5 separate regions of the Mus musculus genome follow, and regions 1, 2, 3 and 4 are each linked to region 5. A link is a contact called in public HiCAR-type, HiChIP or PLAC-seq and capture Hi-C data. All regions are on one chromosome and are shown on one strand. The core of a region is the stretch at or near the end of the contact, and the rest is flanking DNA. Distances in the headings are between cores, read along the strand shown.

The links. HiCAR-type assays count read pairs that join an accessible place to other places. HiChIP or PLAC-seq counts read pairs in DNA pulled down with a chosen protein or histone mark. Capture Hi-C pulls out chosen DNA fragments and counts their contacts.
Region 1: a capture Hi-C map of bone marrow-derived macrophages shows a contact between it and region 5, with 13 times the contacts expected there. The contact joins two enhancer-like sites. A contact is called at or near these places in 2 of 484 Hi-C or Micro-C datasets (the HPC-5 cell line and bone marrow-derived macrophages) and 1 of 9 other capture datasets (bone marrow-derived macrophages).
Region 2: a contact with region 5 is called in an HNF4G HiChIP or PLAC-seq map of pancreatic cancer cells. The contact joins two enhancer-like sites. A contact is called at or near these places in 1 of 15 datasets of contacts at CTCF or cohesin (the NIH/3T3 cell line), 5 of 484 Hi-C or Micro-C datasets (adipose-derived mesenchymal stem cells, embryonic fibroblasts, reprogramming fibroblasts and 1 more) and 4 of 115 datasets of contacts at active chromatin or transcription factors (the NIH/3T3 cell line, cardiomyocytes, embryonic fibroblasts and 1 more).
Region 3: a contact with region 5 is called in a FOXA1 HiChIP or PLAC-seq map of pancreatic cancer cells. The contact joins two enhancer-like sites. A contact is called at or near these places in 1 of 484 Hi-C or Micro-C datasets (bone marrow-derived macrophages), 2 of 115 datasets of contacts at active chromatin or transcription factors (embryonic stem cells and pancreatic cancer cells) and 1 of 9 other capture datasets (embryonic stem cells).
Region 4: a contact with region 5 is called in a HiCAR-type map of fibro-adipogenic progenitors, with 5 times the contacts expected there. The contact joins two enhancer-like sites. A contact is called at or near these places in 6 of 484 Hi-C or Micro-C datasets (the C3H10T1/2 cell line, the HPC-5 cell line, adipose-derived mesenchymal stem cells and 3 more) and 2 of 115 datasets of contacts at active chromatin or transcription factors (cardiomyocytes and fibro-adipogenic progenitors).

Annotation. Positions count from the first base shown.
Region 1 is chr13:5,510,658-5,513,357 of GRCm38.p6, reverse strand. No RefSeq gene overlaps it. Among named protein-coding and RNA genes, the nearest start is that of Gm40661, 41 kb to the left of the region's middle. Within about 2 kb of position 1,362, at least 44 of the 459 cell types and tissues checked have an H3K27ac peak or open chromatin away from gene starts, as enhancers often do. A contact at or near this core is called in bone marrow-derived macrophages, where this site is marked.
Region 2 is chr13:5,344,461-5,347,160 of GRCm38.p6, reverse strand. No RefSeq gene overlaps it. Among named protein-coding and RNA genes, the nearest start is that of Gm40659, 87 kb to the right of the region's middle. Within about 2 kb of position 1,255, at least 52 of the 459 cell types and tissues checked have an H3K27ac peak or open chromatin away from gene starts, as enhancers often do. A contact at or near this core is called in embryonic fibroblasts and pancreatic cancer cells, where this site is marked.
Region 3 is chr13:5,548,054-5,550,753 of GRCm38.p6, reverse strand. No RefSeq gene overlaps it. Among named protein-coding and RNA genes, the nearest start is that of Gm40661, 4.0 kb to the left of the region's middle. Within about 2 kb of position 1,358, at least 39 of the 459 cell types and tissues checked have an H3K27ac peak or open chromatin away from gene starts, as enhancers often do. A contact at or near this core is called in pancreatic cancer cells, where this site is marked.
Region 4 is chr13:5,434,878-5,437,577 of GRCm38.p6, reverse strand. No RefSeq gene overlaps it. Among named protein-coding and RNA genes, the nearest start is that of Gm40660, 19 kb to the left of the region's middle. Within about 2 kb of position 1,262, at least 11 of the 459 cell types and tissues checked have an H3K27ac peak or open chromatin away from gene starts, as enhancers often do. A contact at or near this core is called in fibro-adipogenic progenitors, where this site is marked.
Region 5 is chr13:4,661,197-4,663,896 of GRCm38.p6, reverse strand. No RefSeq gene overlaps it. Among named protein-coding and RNA genes, the nearest start is that of Akr1e1, 53 kb to the right of the region's middle. Within about 2 kb of position 1,371, at least 112 of the 459 cell types and tissues checked have an H3K27ac peak or open chromatin away from gene starts, as enhancers often do. A contact at or near this core is called in bone marrow-derived macrophages, embryonic fibroblasts, fibro-adipogenic progenitors and 1 more, where this site is marked.

The DNA.
Region 1 (2,700 bases), core at 113-2,612, 850 kb before region 5:
TAAAAATTTTCTAGGGGATCAGATTATCTGCACTGCAGCCTTAGGTCCTTCATGACTTGAGTGTGTCTTGCAAAGTCATGACAAGTGTCAGTTTTAAAGACTCAATTTCATCAGGTGGGCATGAAAAACACTCTCTCCAAACCCTTGTCTCACTAGTTTCCAGTTTCAGTAACTTTTCTGAAAGCCTGGTCAGTTACATGAGGGTCAATCAGAAGGAAAATTGAACATTTTCTTTTTTATGTAAACTGAGTAAAATTTCTAGAAAGCCTGAATTCTTCATTAATGCCAGTGTTTTAAGTCATCTTTTTGTTCTTACAATTTTAAGGGCCTTGAGTAGAAATTTCATATGATTAAGCATTGTAAACCATTTAGTTATGTAAATATCTCTAAAATCCACACACTTCACTTCTGTATTCAAGCTTGTTCTATAACATCTTGCTGGGGTTTACACTAATTGTCATTGTAACTTTACAGAGAAGCAAAATTGCTAAATGCAAAAGTGGTCTGTTATTTCCTTTTTTTTATTACGTGTTTTCCTCAATTACATTTCCAATGCTATCCCAAAAGTCCCCCACACCCTCCCCCCCCAACTCCCCTACCCACCCATTCCCATTTTTTGGCCCTGGCGTTCCCCTGTACTGGGGCATATAAAGTTTGCCTATCCAATGGGCATCTCTTTCCAGTGATGGCTGACTAGGCCATCTTTTGATACATATGTTATTTCCTTAATCTGACCTACTATAAATCTTATAATAAATATCAAAAGTATTTAAGAGATATTTAATGCAAATCAATACAAATTTTAAGTAGTTTTTAAATAAACAGGTGGATGGATTCTTTTATTTCATGGCTTCTGATAAGTGAACTTAGGTAAGATTTTCAGTATTTGCTTATGCTGTTTCTGTATATCTGATATTTCCTAGGAAACAGTAACACCTGGGAGATGGACATAATTATATGAATTTCACCTATGACAATAACTGTACATAACATCTTTGTAAATATGCATATCCTTTTCCGTAAAGGACAAAGAATACATTTTCCCAAGCGAACTAGTGTTTTGGCTAACAATTCAAATGAAAGCCAGATCCTTTTGATTGGGCCACATTTCTCAAGTCAACTTCTTCTGTGAAATCAGCTCAGATTTTATGTGCTAAAAATGACATAACATGTACTCAATGAAAGATGTAGTAATTGACTGAAAGATAGGAGAGAACAGTAAGAAAATTACAATTTGGTAAAATAAAGTTTCCTATTACTATATAAACATTAGGTTTTACACTAAAGAAAAGCTGTATTTAGTAAGTCTATTACATAGCCATGTGGATTTGAGTCATTTCCTTTCCATTAAAGCAACCTAAACCATAACTTCCTCTCCTGGTGTATATTTTGCACCCACCAGCAGATTTCAGATCTCATTGCTACATGTCTTTGTTCCTCAAAAAGAAGAAGAAGAAAAAGTAGAAGGAGGGGGAGGAGGGAAAGGAGGACAAGGGGGAGGAGGAGAAGGAGGGGAGAATAAAAAAGAAAGGAAAAAGAAATGAGAGGAAGGAAGGAAGGAAGGAAGGAAGGAAGGAAGGAAGGAAGAGAAGAGAAGAGAAGAGATCTCAGGGTGTGTTTTTACTTTCAGAGGTAGAGGCATCCAAACTAATTCTAAGAATGAAACAAACTGAAAAGCAAGCAACCAAGGTCAGTCTGAAAGATTTCACTTTCAGAAATGGAATAATATCAAGGCTAAGCTCTATGGGTACCTTTAAAAAAGAGGTTAGAAAAAAAAAAAGGACTGTATTTAGCAAGGTGAAATGACTTGCATTTAATTGGGGATAACACACACACACACACACAGTCATGTTGAGATTTCTTTGTTCCAATTTCATTATGACACAAGATAATCTTGTATAATCTTTAAGAATATAGGTTACTTTGTAAGTGAAAGAAAACAGAAAAAGAGAACAAGAAAAGAAAACTATTATCATTGCTTTAAGTTCTAGACTCTTTTTCAGTCTTAACATGATTTCTTTTGTACAAATACTTATCACATTTTCTAATTCATTCCTTCACCTCCTGGCCTGGGAAAGAATGTGCTGGTAAGGTTCACAAAGCACACTATGATACCAGCTCTTGTAGGATCCTTTCATTTCCAAAGAATAGGAGGAAACTGAGTGAAGATTGGAAATATCAGATGGAGAAGGCCATAGTTTGAATTACCAGGTTTCAAGCAAAGCAAGAACAAACAATGTCTAGGGAGACAGCATCAGTAAGCTCAGGGTAGAATCCACCACATAGGGGGACTTGTGGAGTTCAGAACAATGCTTTACAATGAAAGAAGCAACTCTTAAATAAAGACAGAGTTCTGGGTGATCCTTGGTATACTAGAAACGTGCATTTTCTTCTTCTTCTTCTTCTTCTTCTTCTTCTTCTTCTTCTTCTTCTTCTTCTTCTTCTTCTTCTTCTTCTTCTTCTTCTTCCTCTTCTTCTTCTTCTTTCTTCTTCTTTCTTCTTCTTTCTTCTTCTTTCTTCTTTCTTCTTTCTTCTTTCTTCTTCTTTCTTCTTCTTCTTCTTTCTTCCCCTTCCCCTTTCCCCCTCGCCCCCCCTCCTCCTCCTCCTCCTCCTTCTTCTTCGACGTTGGGTGGAAAAATTTGATGATAGGAAAATGTCATAGGAGAAGACTGAAGAGAGAATACACAGAGGAACAAGACA
Region 2 (2,700 bases), core at 6-2,505, 680 kb before region 5:
TGCCTGCCTGTGCCTGTGCCTGTGCCTGTGCCTGTCTCTGTCTCTGTCTCTGTCTGTCTCTGTCTCTCTGCCTCTCTCTGTCTCTCTGCCTCTCTGTCTCTCTGTCTCTCTGTCTCTGTCTGTCTCTCTCTCTCTGTCTCTCTCTCTCTGTCTCTGTCTCTGTATATTAGTGATGACTGGGGAAATGGGACAGGAGTTTTGGAGAGCAATCACAGCCATCTAGCCATCACTGTTCAGGCTGATGATTTGAATACCTGAGAGAGACACGAAATGATTAACACATAATACTATAGACGGTAATGGGTATACCACTTCCTGGAAAAGACATCATTCATAGGAAGTGACCACAAGTCTTTGTCAACTGATTCCCATCCCTGGAAATATCCAGTGAGTGAAGTTCCAAAGCCTTCAGAGTTTGGTCAGGCATGACAACTCTTTATTTGTTGCTCTTAACTCTTGTGATGGACACAAAATCCAAACAATAGATGTCTGTATGCATTAGATATTTTTGTTCACATGTGATGTAAACACTACCTTTATCATTTTAAATAAGGGAAATTAAGACTACAGCTTAGCAAGAAAAGACAATACCTTATCTAGCCTCCTGAAAGTTCAACAGTTTCATTACCATATCCCACTGTATCATAGCTATTAAAAAAAAAAACAAACAGAAAATACAGGCTTTTAATATTGTGGATAGGATTGTGAAATCACAAACACCCCAGTATGTGATGAGTGCTGTGTGTAACAAAGAGGCGCAGCCGCATTTCTTCACTTTCCATCCTCAGAACAGTCTTAAATTTTAGCCTTCTCTAGAAGGATCTCCCTGATCTTGGAAGAACAAATATTCTCCTGGATTAATTATCTCGGAGGAAACAGTTTTCCAAAGGGAGCCTATCATGGATTGATTTTCTATGTTAATGAGTTATTTATTTTCTCATATATTTCTAAGTCATCTCCGTAAACATCGCTTAGTTTGAAGAAATGAGGAGTTTTTGTTTATTGTAGAAAAGCACATTTTTAAATTACATGCATTTTTTCCCTTTTTGGGTGAGGCAAGAAGGAAAGAAGGAAAACCATAACTTGTTTACTGCAAAACAGAATGTTCGGTTAACTGCCCAAATCAGAACTTTCCCGTACTGACTTAGGAATGAGGGCTGATCAGTAATCTTCACCAAGTTCGGAGGGTTAGAGGTGACTCAGGCTCCATGAATGTGTTCTGGTCTTATTTAAAGAAAGGCCCCTGAGTCATGTGGAGTTGTGTCAAAATGTGTGGTATGTCATGTTATTTTAAAAAGACAGCTTGGGGAGAGGAAATTGAACTATCTTTTTTTTTTTTTCCAGGGAACTTTGCCCTCTTGTAGAAGTCATTTCCCACACATCTCACTTTCTTTGCAGTCAGGCTGTGGTGTATTTTTATCGTAGATATATCCCTAATGACTTCTCATGTCGAGCTTGTGTAGTGAACTATTTTTCATTAATATTTATCCTCAGCTGCTGTTAAATGCATTGCTTACAGCTGAATACATTTACCATCGATCTACTATCATTTGGATGTCTCATCCATCTGAAAGGATGGCTAAACACATATATTTGTTATTTTTAACAATAGGAAAAAATTCACAAACCTAAATGAGTTTCAGTTATCTTAGCTAAGTAAAATTTGAAAGTGTCAATCTTGTTTGTATTCAGAATTTTTAAGTACATGTAAAAATTTTTTAGAAATGTAAAAAAAAAATTAAATTAAAAAGTATAAATACCCAAAGGACTGCCAGGGGAGGAAAAGGCAGCTTTCTTTAGAGCTGTAATTTGTGGTTGGTTGACCATGCTTCTGTGCATGTCCCCACATACATGTGCATGTGGAGAGCACAAATTAAATTCAGTGGCTTATTTATATTTAAAAAAATAAGAAGACGAGGAAAATGAAGTTGCAAGGATGTCTGTGTGGATCCAGGAGTCTAATGGAGAAATGGGACAGAAACAATTCCACATGTATTAAATTCTTAAAGGGTAAATTAAAATATATAAAAATAGATGGGCAGAGGGGAGGTATAGGGGATTTTGGGATATCATTTGAAATGTAAATGAAAGAAAATATCTAATAAAAAATTTAAAAAATAAATATGTAAATTTTAAAAGTGTAAAAAGTACTTTGATGAATAAAATTATACTTAGTTATGATGAACTGTAACTTTAGGGTTCATGATCAAGTATGAAATCTTGAATAAGGGCTTGTCCAAGTATGTGAGCTGATTTGTTATTATAAATCCACTTTTGCTTTTGAGAGTCTTTCTCTATACAACAGGAATAGTATACATTTCAACTCCAGTTTGGGTAAATTGCTTCTGGGTCTATTATTCGGTTCAATCAACCAAATACTAATTAAAGCCATCCCATTTCCAAATCTAAAACACTGAGTCAGGAAACATATCCCTATGTTCAGCTTGACATGCTCCATTTCTTGCTTATTTTCAGTCTCAATACAATGCCCTAAAGATACACTGCCATTTTACCCCTATTTTTGCTGATGAAAACTGGCCAGACATGCAACTGCTTGGGTGTGAATCAGTCTACCACAATTTGAGAATTGAGTCTAACTACAGATTTCAATGGAAATGAAATAATTGTAGTAGACTTTTAGGGTTAGCAGGAATCTTGATCGAATTCCCATTGGTGGGAGTTGCATGTTAGAATGTGGTA
Region 3 (2,700 bases), core at 109-2,608, 890 kb before region 5:
TGTGTGTGCGCGTGCGCACCTGTCTCTTTGTCAGTTCTCCAAGCAGTTTTCTGTTTTTTTTCCTAAAAAGTTCTCTGAATAGCTCACCTCCTGCAGAACACAGGTCTTGTCTTTTATTTTACATTATCAACCCAGTCATTTACTCCAGGTTTACTTTAGATTATTCTATGAATCAGCATCTGGATTCAGAAGTGAAAGCAAGCAAACATTTTTTTTTTCCAAAGGCTGCAAAAGAATTCAAAGATCAGTCTTCCTTTGTTAAACACAAAGGATTAAGTAGTTGGGTGGGTCTCTTCCCTGAAATTACCATTTCTACCACACCTGGGCCTCACCTTTATGTGTCCCAGGCTGACCTTGAATTCAATCTGCCTGCCTTTGTATCTTTCTGACAAGCTGGCTCCTAGTGCAGCTGCCTTTGTTCCTTTAGATTCATGAAGCCCCTCATAATTCATATTGCATTCTTATATTTTGCATAGTTGAGAAATTATATATTTTCAAACTCCGGTATCTAGAGCTCTTTCCCATAGCCTTAAGGGTTGTCTTGAAGGTCCCAGACTTCACCATTTTGCTGAGACTTTAGCCACACCTTCACCTCCTGGTCTCCTGTTGGCTGATCATCAAGGAGTCATTAAAATTAACACAGAGGACATTTCTTGGAGGAATGTGAAATATGTAAATTATTACACAAACAAGCCTTATGCCCACAGTGCCCATCTAGATTCCAGGAGGCTTATACCGGGGCGCTGTCCTGGGGCAGGAACGATGTCACCATGTCACTTTGTCCCCACCAGGGCCATGCTGGACTCTGCACCTTGTGGTCCATGTGTGTATGCTAATACTGTGCGGAAAATGTCCACCATAGCTTTAGTCCTGCGAATATTTTCAGCCTGAAGACCGCTCCTCTACAGAGATCGCTACTACTGAGCTTAGGTAAACCTCTCTCCTCATGTCAGCTGGACACCATCAACTCTGCCTCATTACTTTTCTGTACAGAAATAAATCTATCACCTTGATCAGTTGTATGCAGTCAACTGGTTGTCTTACTGTTCTACTTTACACATGCTGTGCTTGTGGGGTATGGGGGTTTCTCAGAGAGCCTGCTCTATAGGATCCCAGCTTTCTGTTCAAACACCTGTCTTCTCTCATTTCTTCATTACCACAATCAGGTTCGTACTTGGAGTCATACACAGAAGCAGCACTTGGTCTTTGAATTTCAACAATCATAGTGTAGTGCTTGTCTCAACTAGAATATTATAAACAGAGCTCAGAAGTCAATGGTTATAGCACCCTGAACACATCTGGCCTGAAAGTTATGCAGTATTTGGCCTGGTTAGTTCCTGGGAGGTGTTTCGTTTTACCTTGAGGTCCTAAGCCCTGACTCATAGAACTGGAAAGTTTACAAGCCGATCATAAGTGCTTAATGTGTGTCTGCGTGAGCGAAAGTCTCTTCCTGTAAAATCATTTACCAAGGTCTATAAACTGGTTTCTGTGACAGTCAAGTTTCATTTTAATTACTCCCATGCTTGTTTATGCTTTGATGATATTGTTGATTTCTTAATCCACTGGGTCAGAATTTTGCATAATTTGTAATTCGCACTTCATTTCATATTTGTATGTTCTTCCTCCTAATTAAAAGAATGAACATTGAAGAAAAATACCTGGAGGTAATAATAAGAAAACATCCATGGAAACAAGGAACTTAAATGAGACTGTTTGAGGCACTAGAACAAGCAGGAAGTAAAGAATGTTAGTAATTAGCTGAGTGATAAAGTCTCTCATTGCTGCTTTGCCCATTGTCCTTTGCTACACAGGAGGAACTGCTGATAATTGGTAAGCAGCCTTTGTAGACTGCAGAGTACCTAGTTTGCATATAGTTATATACTAATACTCCAATGGGGTCTAAAAAGAACCCAAAGCTCAGATTGGGTTATTTTGACAACATAAACTTCTTACAGTTCTAGATGCTGGAAGTACCACATTATCTATGAGCAAGGACCCTTTTTGGATATGCCCATTGCAATCTTTTCCTTCTATTCTTACCTGATCATCCCTCTATGTACAACTTTTTCCTAACATCCTTTTAATAAAGGCACTAGGTGTATTGGCTTAGGGTCCCACTCTAATGCCTTTTTAAAAATCTTCATTAGCTCTCTGGGTCCACATTAAGTCATGCTCTGATATACTAAGAATTAAATCTTCAACCTAGAACTACACAAGAATACTAGCCAGACCAGAGCAGTCTATTATTACATTGTATATAATTTATATTATAAAGTACTAAGATACATAATATTATCCCCATTTTACTGACATGTAAATTCCGAGTTATAAATTGATAGCTTAGGGGCATAGAATTCAGTGAAATGAAATCAGTCATAAGTGGTGTCATCGTCATCTTCCTAAGTTTTACCTGATCCATCATCTCCCTTATATCAGAGAAAAATAATGTGTGCTTAATATCTTCTTATGCAGAACAATGATAAATATAAACTTAAATTTTATTGGTGTGTGTGTGTGTGTGTGTGTGTGTGTGAGAGAGAGAGAGAGAGAGAGAGAGAGAGAGAGAGAGAGAGAGAGAGAGAACACACGCGTAGGGATCAAGGGACGGTTTTTAAAAGTCAATCATATCCTTGCATGTTGGGTCCTGAGGGTTGAACTGAGATCATCAGCATTGGCTTCTGGCGTCTTTAATTGCTGAGC
Region 4 (2,700 bases), core at 13-2,512, 770 kb before region 5:
AAGGCATTTTATTTTTAAGTGGATTATAAACAGACAACACACATGAAACCTGATAGTGGTGTTGGGCTTTAGGAAGGCTTGGTGCTTTGTCCTTCATGGTTGTAGAGGGTGTCTCATAAATTCACAAGTTGCATTAATTTAATTTGAATATATGGAGTGTGGAAGGAAGGGCATCGCCCTGATGCTGTGCACGCTTCACACACACTTATGCTCCTCAGGGGTGTGGCTTACGTATTTAGTTTAATTAACTCTGCACTTAATTGCTGAATCTCAGACCTATCATATCATATACATCCTTTTATTTTGGCAACTTAGTGCCAGAACTTGAGGAAAATTAGTTCTATTGTGCCAGAGGTTGTTGGTTTTTGTTGATTTGTTTTATCTGATTTTGATTTTACATTCAGTCTAACTTGCCTTCTTAAGTCTTGAGTATTTCCTGTATTCTACAGATCAATTAGTATTTATGAGCAACTTTGTGCTGTATAAAACTATTGTGGGTGGATATAAATTCCACATTATGCTTAGAACCTCATCTTCATAGTATTTTACAGGTATTTTGAAATCATTTATATCTTTCAAAATAAAATATATCTGAACAGAAGGTTAGACTAGTCTGCAAAATTTATAAGCAGCAGTAAATAAAATACATTTTTCTTTACTCTTTGAACAAGAATTGCATAAGACCAGATGCCCAAGAGAATAAAAGTGGAGAACTAGCAACCAAGCTGACCTTAGTTTTATGCTAAGTATATGGGTAATCTTATCCCAAACTTACAGCAAAGTATGGGTCTGGTAGAAGGGAAGCCCAGAGTGGGTAGTCTGTGAGCCCACAAACCTGAAATAAAGTAGCAAAGCCAATGGAAGGGCAAATCCATACACACAATCCCATGAAATGTGAAGCCTAAGAAAAATACTTTATTCCTAGATTGGACAAAATTATCCAAGACATTCAGCAGGAGAGATTTCATGGACAACAAGAAATGATCAACTTAAAAGTCTTTATTTTTAGCTAACTCTTAGCAGGTACCATGGCTACAGGCTGTCAAGGAATCAGGGGAGAGTAGTGTTTTGAAAGAGAGGAAGCTCCACCTTTGGAGTTTCTACTCACTTATTGTCTAAAATTAGCAACAATTTAATGTAGCTTTCTGTTTTGGGAGTTATGCACAACGGTTTTTTTGGGAATGCTGAATTAAAAGCAGATGGGCTCCCTATTCAACTTTCTTCCCTTTCCTGTTATTCTGAAAACAATTCCAGATCATGGGAGTCCCTGAGAAGAGACAGTTTCACAGCTCTGCTGGGATTGCATCATCGGATTCTAATACTCTGAATATAGCCACTGTAAAAGACTGTTTTGTACTAAGTAACATCACTAATTTTATTTTCAAGTAACACTCTCTATTATTAAGTTTACTCAAGTTTGAGCCAAAAACTGGATGAGCAGCAAGTAGAGGGATGAGGAGTCTATTTACCTCATAGGTTATGGGGTACAATCCCTCATGGGGTAGGGTTGTGGGTAGATGCTTGCTCACGTTTAATACATAGGAAGCACAGGAATACACGAAGTGGAGCTGAGATATAAACCAAGGCCAAGCTCTCTAGAAATCTACGTCCTGTCACTAGGTACCACTCCCTAGAGAATCCACACCTCAAAAGTAGATCTACAACCTCAGGACCAAATACCAAACATAGAAGCCTGCGGGAGATGTTTTATTTCCAAATCACAAAACATCTAAGCAAACCATTGTACATCTGCTTTTCTCTTGAATTTTGTATATTCTGGATATAAGAATATATTAAAGCTGGACTTAAAATAATTTTAGTCAAAGATGAGTTTTAAGTAATAGTGGATAAAAGTATGCTTTTGATTCGCGACTAAAATTTCTACAATTTCACTTGAGATTTTTTTTTCCAATATGAGTCTTTTATAATTTGCCTCTGAGACTGGAATGGGCTGTTCTACCAATCCAACCTTCTTTTCTATCACAATTCAAAGCCAGCGTAATAATTCAGATATTTTATTATATAAATCGAATAGAAAAGAGACCAAGATAGGATCAAGCTTTCTATTGTAGTGCACTTACACACAGATAGTTAAGTATTAAGATGGATTTATTCATTATCCCTTTTAATAACTTTGTTCCTAAAGAAACAAATTAGTATATGTCATCTCCATATGCATGAATAGCAACTGCCATGTTGCAGACAAATGATTGACATTTAAGATGGCTGCCCTGGTTGTCACACTGATGACAATAGATTGTTACTGACATCATACAATTAGGGAGGAACAGAATGGTTATAAACTCATGATGATATTGTCACAGTTTTCATTCAAGGCTTGTTAAGTGGCCATAGATATAAAGCTGTATTAGAAACTAGGAGCTTTTCAAATAAAATCATTCCTTTTCTATGTTTTCTGAGTGGATCCTTTTATTGACTGAGTGAAGTTATAGACTCAATCCAGAAAAAAAATGTTGTTTTCAAAGAAATAGATAATCATTAGTAGATACCATTTCTCATAGGTGACAAAGGTACAATACCACTCCATGTGACTAAGAGCATCTCTTGGAGATGACAAATATGATTGCATTTATGGAGGTGAGATGTAATTAAATTGTCTCTAAATTCCGTGTGATTTCCACAGTGACCCCTTGCTTCCTCTTATGGAGAACAGTGATTCTCTTTGTATGCATCTATATT
Region 5 (2,700 bases), core at 122-2,621:
TATATAACTTTAAAATATGGAGCCTGGAATTTACTCTGAAGTCAGTCATGGATCCTGTATGAACTTCAAAATATTTATAGCTGTCTGAAGCTCAGGATAAGAGTGCAGAAGACCAATATAAGCACATTGGTTGTTTCCAAGCGGGATGTTATCCATTCTTAGGGACTCCTCCTACCTCTTTTTGTAGTGTTTGTTTTTCCAGACGTTTGTTTGTTTGTTCACTGGTTTGATTTCATTTTGGCTAGAATTATTTAACTGAAGAAATAAAATCTGGTCAGGAAAATGGGAGGAGGGGGGAGAACACGTAAAATACATTATTACATTTTTGAAGGTTCCCCTTCCTTATTGTTGAGAAATTAGACATGTCTATTTCCTGTTGGAGAACTTAAAATGTTTTCTCAAACATGAGTAAATCTGCCCAATAAAAACATTTTTACATTAACTCTGATATTTAGACACCCTTAAGCATTATTTTATGATTTCTTCCTGAAGGCATAAAACCTCTTTGCTAGGCTCTGGAATCAATAAACAACAAGTGTCAGGAAGACACACTCTTGACTCAAACCCAGCAATTTTGTTGTTGTCCTCTCCCTCTCCCTCTCCCCTCTCCCCTCTCCCCTCTTCTTCTCCCCTCTTCTTCTCCCGTCTTCTTCTCCCCTCTTCTTCTCCCCTCTTCTCCCCTCTTCTCCCCTCTTCTCCCCTCTTCTCCCCTCTTCTCCCCTCTTCTCCCCTCTTCCCTCTCCCTCTCCCTCTCCCTCTCCCTCTCCCTCTCCCTCTCGCTCGCTCGGCTGGGATTTTTTTTTTTTTTTGAGTTTCCCGTCGGTGAGTCATATTGTACTCTAACTTCCCCTTGGAACCATATGGGGCAATAATAAAGTGCTCCTCAGTACACAGCTATGCAGTGTTCCTTAACTGACTAAGGGGAACACTATGAACGCCTATCGTTGTCATAGATGGACATTCAGCCAAACAAAGCGACACGGGAATGGAAGCGAGTAGGAACAATGGATAATGGGCACTTTTACAGCTTTAGGATTTTTATGGGAAAAATAAAAAAAGCAAAACAAGTCCAACATGACCTTTGATAAAAGCACAGGAAAGCAATATCCTTAGTCACTTCTATTAAAAGACGCTTACAGGACTAGGACAAAGCCACAGATGTCAGTTGCCAAAACGTGGGGGTTTGGGGTTTGTTTTGTTTTTTGCTTGTTTGTTTGTTTGTTTTTATTAATTTAAGGAAATTGTCTTTAGGATTAAATCTTGCACAGTGTAGCACTACTTACTGTTAAAACAATTAGGAACCTTTATCAGAAAACACTAGGGCTATGAGCAGGCAGTCCCTGTCCCGGGAATTGTGAAAATAGCTAAGGATTTAGCGCCATCTGCAGGAATCAGGAAATAAAACCTTTTGACCATGAAGTTCTCATTACTCGTGTCCACTAAAGTAGATTGTTTTTGTAGTTTTCAGCTGAAACCCTCCTACTCCTATATCTAAGATTCATAGGACGTCAACAATAATGACTGACCCTCAGTCCTAAAAATATTTACAGGCAAACATCACTAAATAAACCTCTGTGTGTGTGTGTGTGTGTGTGTGTGTGTGTGTGTGAATATGTGTAAAACAAAAGTAGTTAAAAGGGGTCATGAATTTGAGAAGGAGGGGGATTGGCAGGTGTAAACAGAAGGAAGGTGGGGAAATTATATAATTATATTTAGTTGAATTTAATGTTTTAAAATACTTTTTCTTGCTTTTTGCAAATGATGCCTTTGTCCAGGAAAGTTCAAGAAAAAAGGTACAGAGGGTAAGATAGATTTGACTCTGACTCATCCATAACTAAGGTACTGTTTGAATTAATTTTATTCCTGAGTTGCATTAGTCAGAGTTATCGCTTTTATGAAGAAACATCATGACCAAAGCAGCGTGGGAAGAAAAGGGTTTATTCAGCGTAGTCTTCCATATCATCTGTTCACCAGCGAAGGAAGCCAGGACAGGAACTCAAACAGGGCAGGAACCAGAGGCAGAAGCTGATGCAGAGGCCTTGGAGGAGTGATGCTTACTGGCTTGCTTCACATGGCTTGCTCAGCCTGAGTTCTTATAGCATGCAGACCCATCAGACCCTGGGTTGGTTCATCTCATAATTGGCTGGGCCCTACCTCATTGATCACTAATTAAGATGCAATGTTCTACAGGCTTGCATCCAACCTGATCTTAAAGAGACAGTTTTTTAATACATGTTTCCTCTTCCCAGATGACTTAAGCTTGTGTCAAGTTAACATAAAACTAGCCAACACCTACTTTAAAAAAAAATCTTTCATGTAAGGGTGGGTTGTGTGCACATGGGTGTGTATTAGTATGCATTTGTACATAGAAACTAGAATATGCCAGGTGCTGTGGAGAATTGCAGGCTGGTCTCCAGTTGAGCTGAGGTCTGAACCCCATTGGTCATAATTCACCTACTTAACACAGTAGGCGTTCCCTCATGCTCCTGGAACTCTGGCCCCTGCCTAAGGTACCACTTTCCACAGCTCCCTGCAAGAGAAGCATGGTCAGTAGTCACGTAAGCAGCGGCCCAAGCTTCTGACCTTCAGGCTAAACTCCTCCCCAGTTACCTAGCAACAGTGAAGACCATAAAAAGGGCTGTTCAGCCCCCATCTCTTACTCTTACTCCTTTGTTCCTTTACCTCTCACTTCTCTCACCC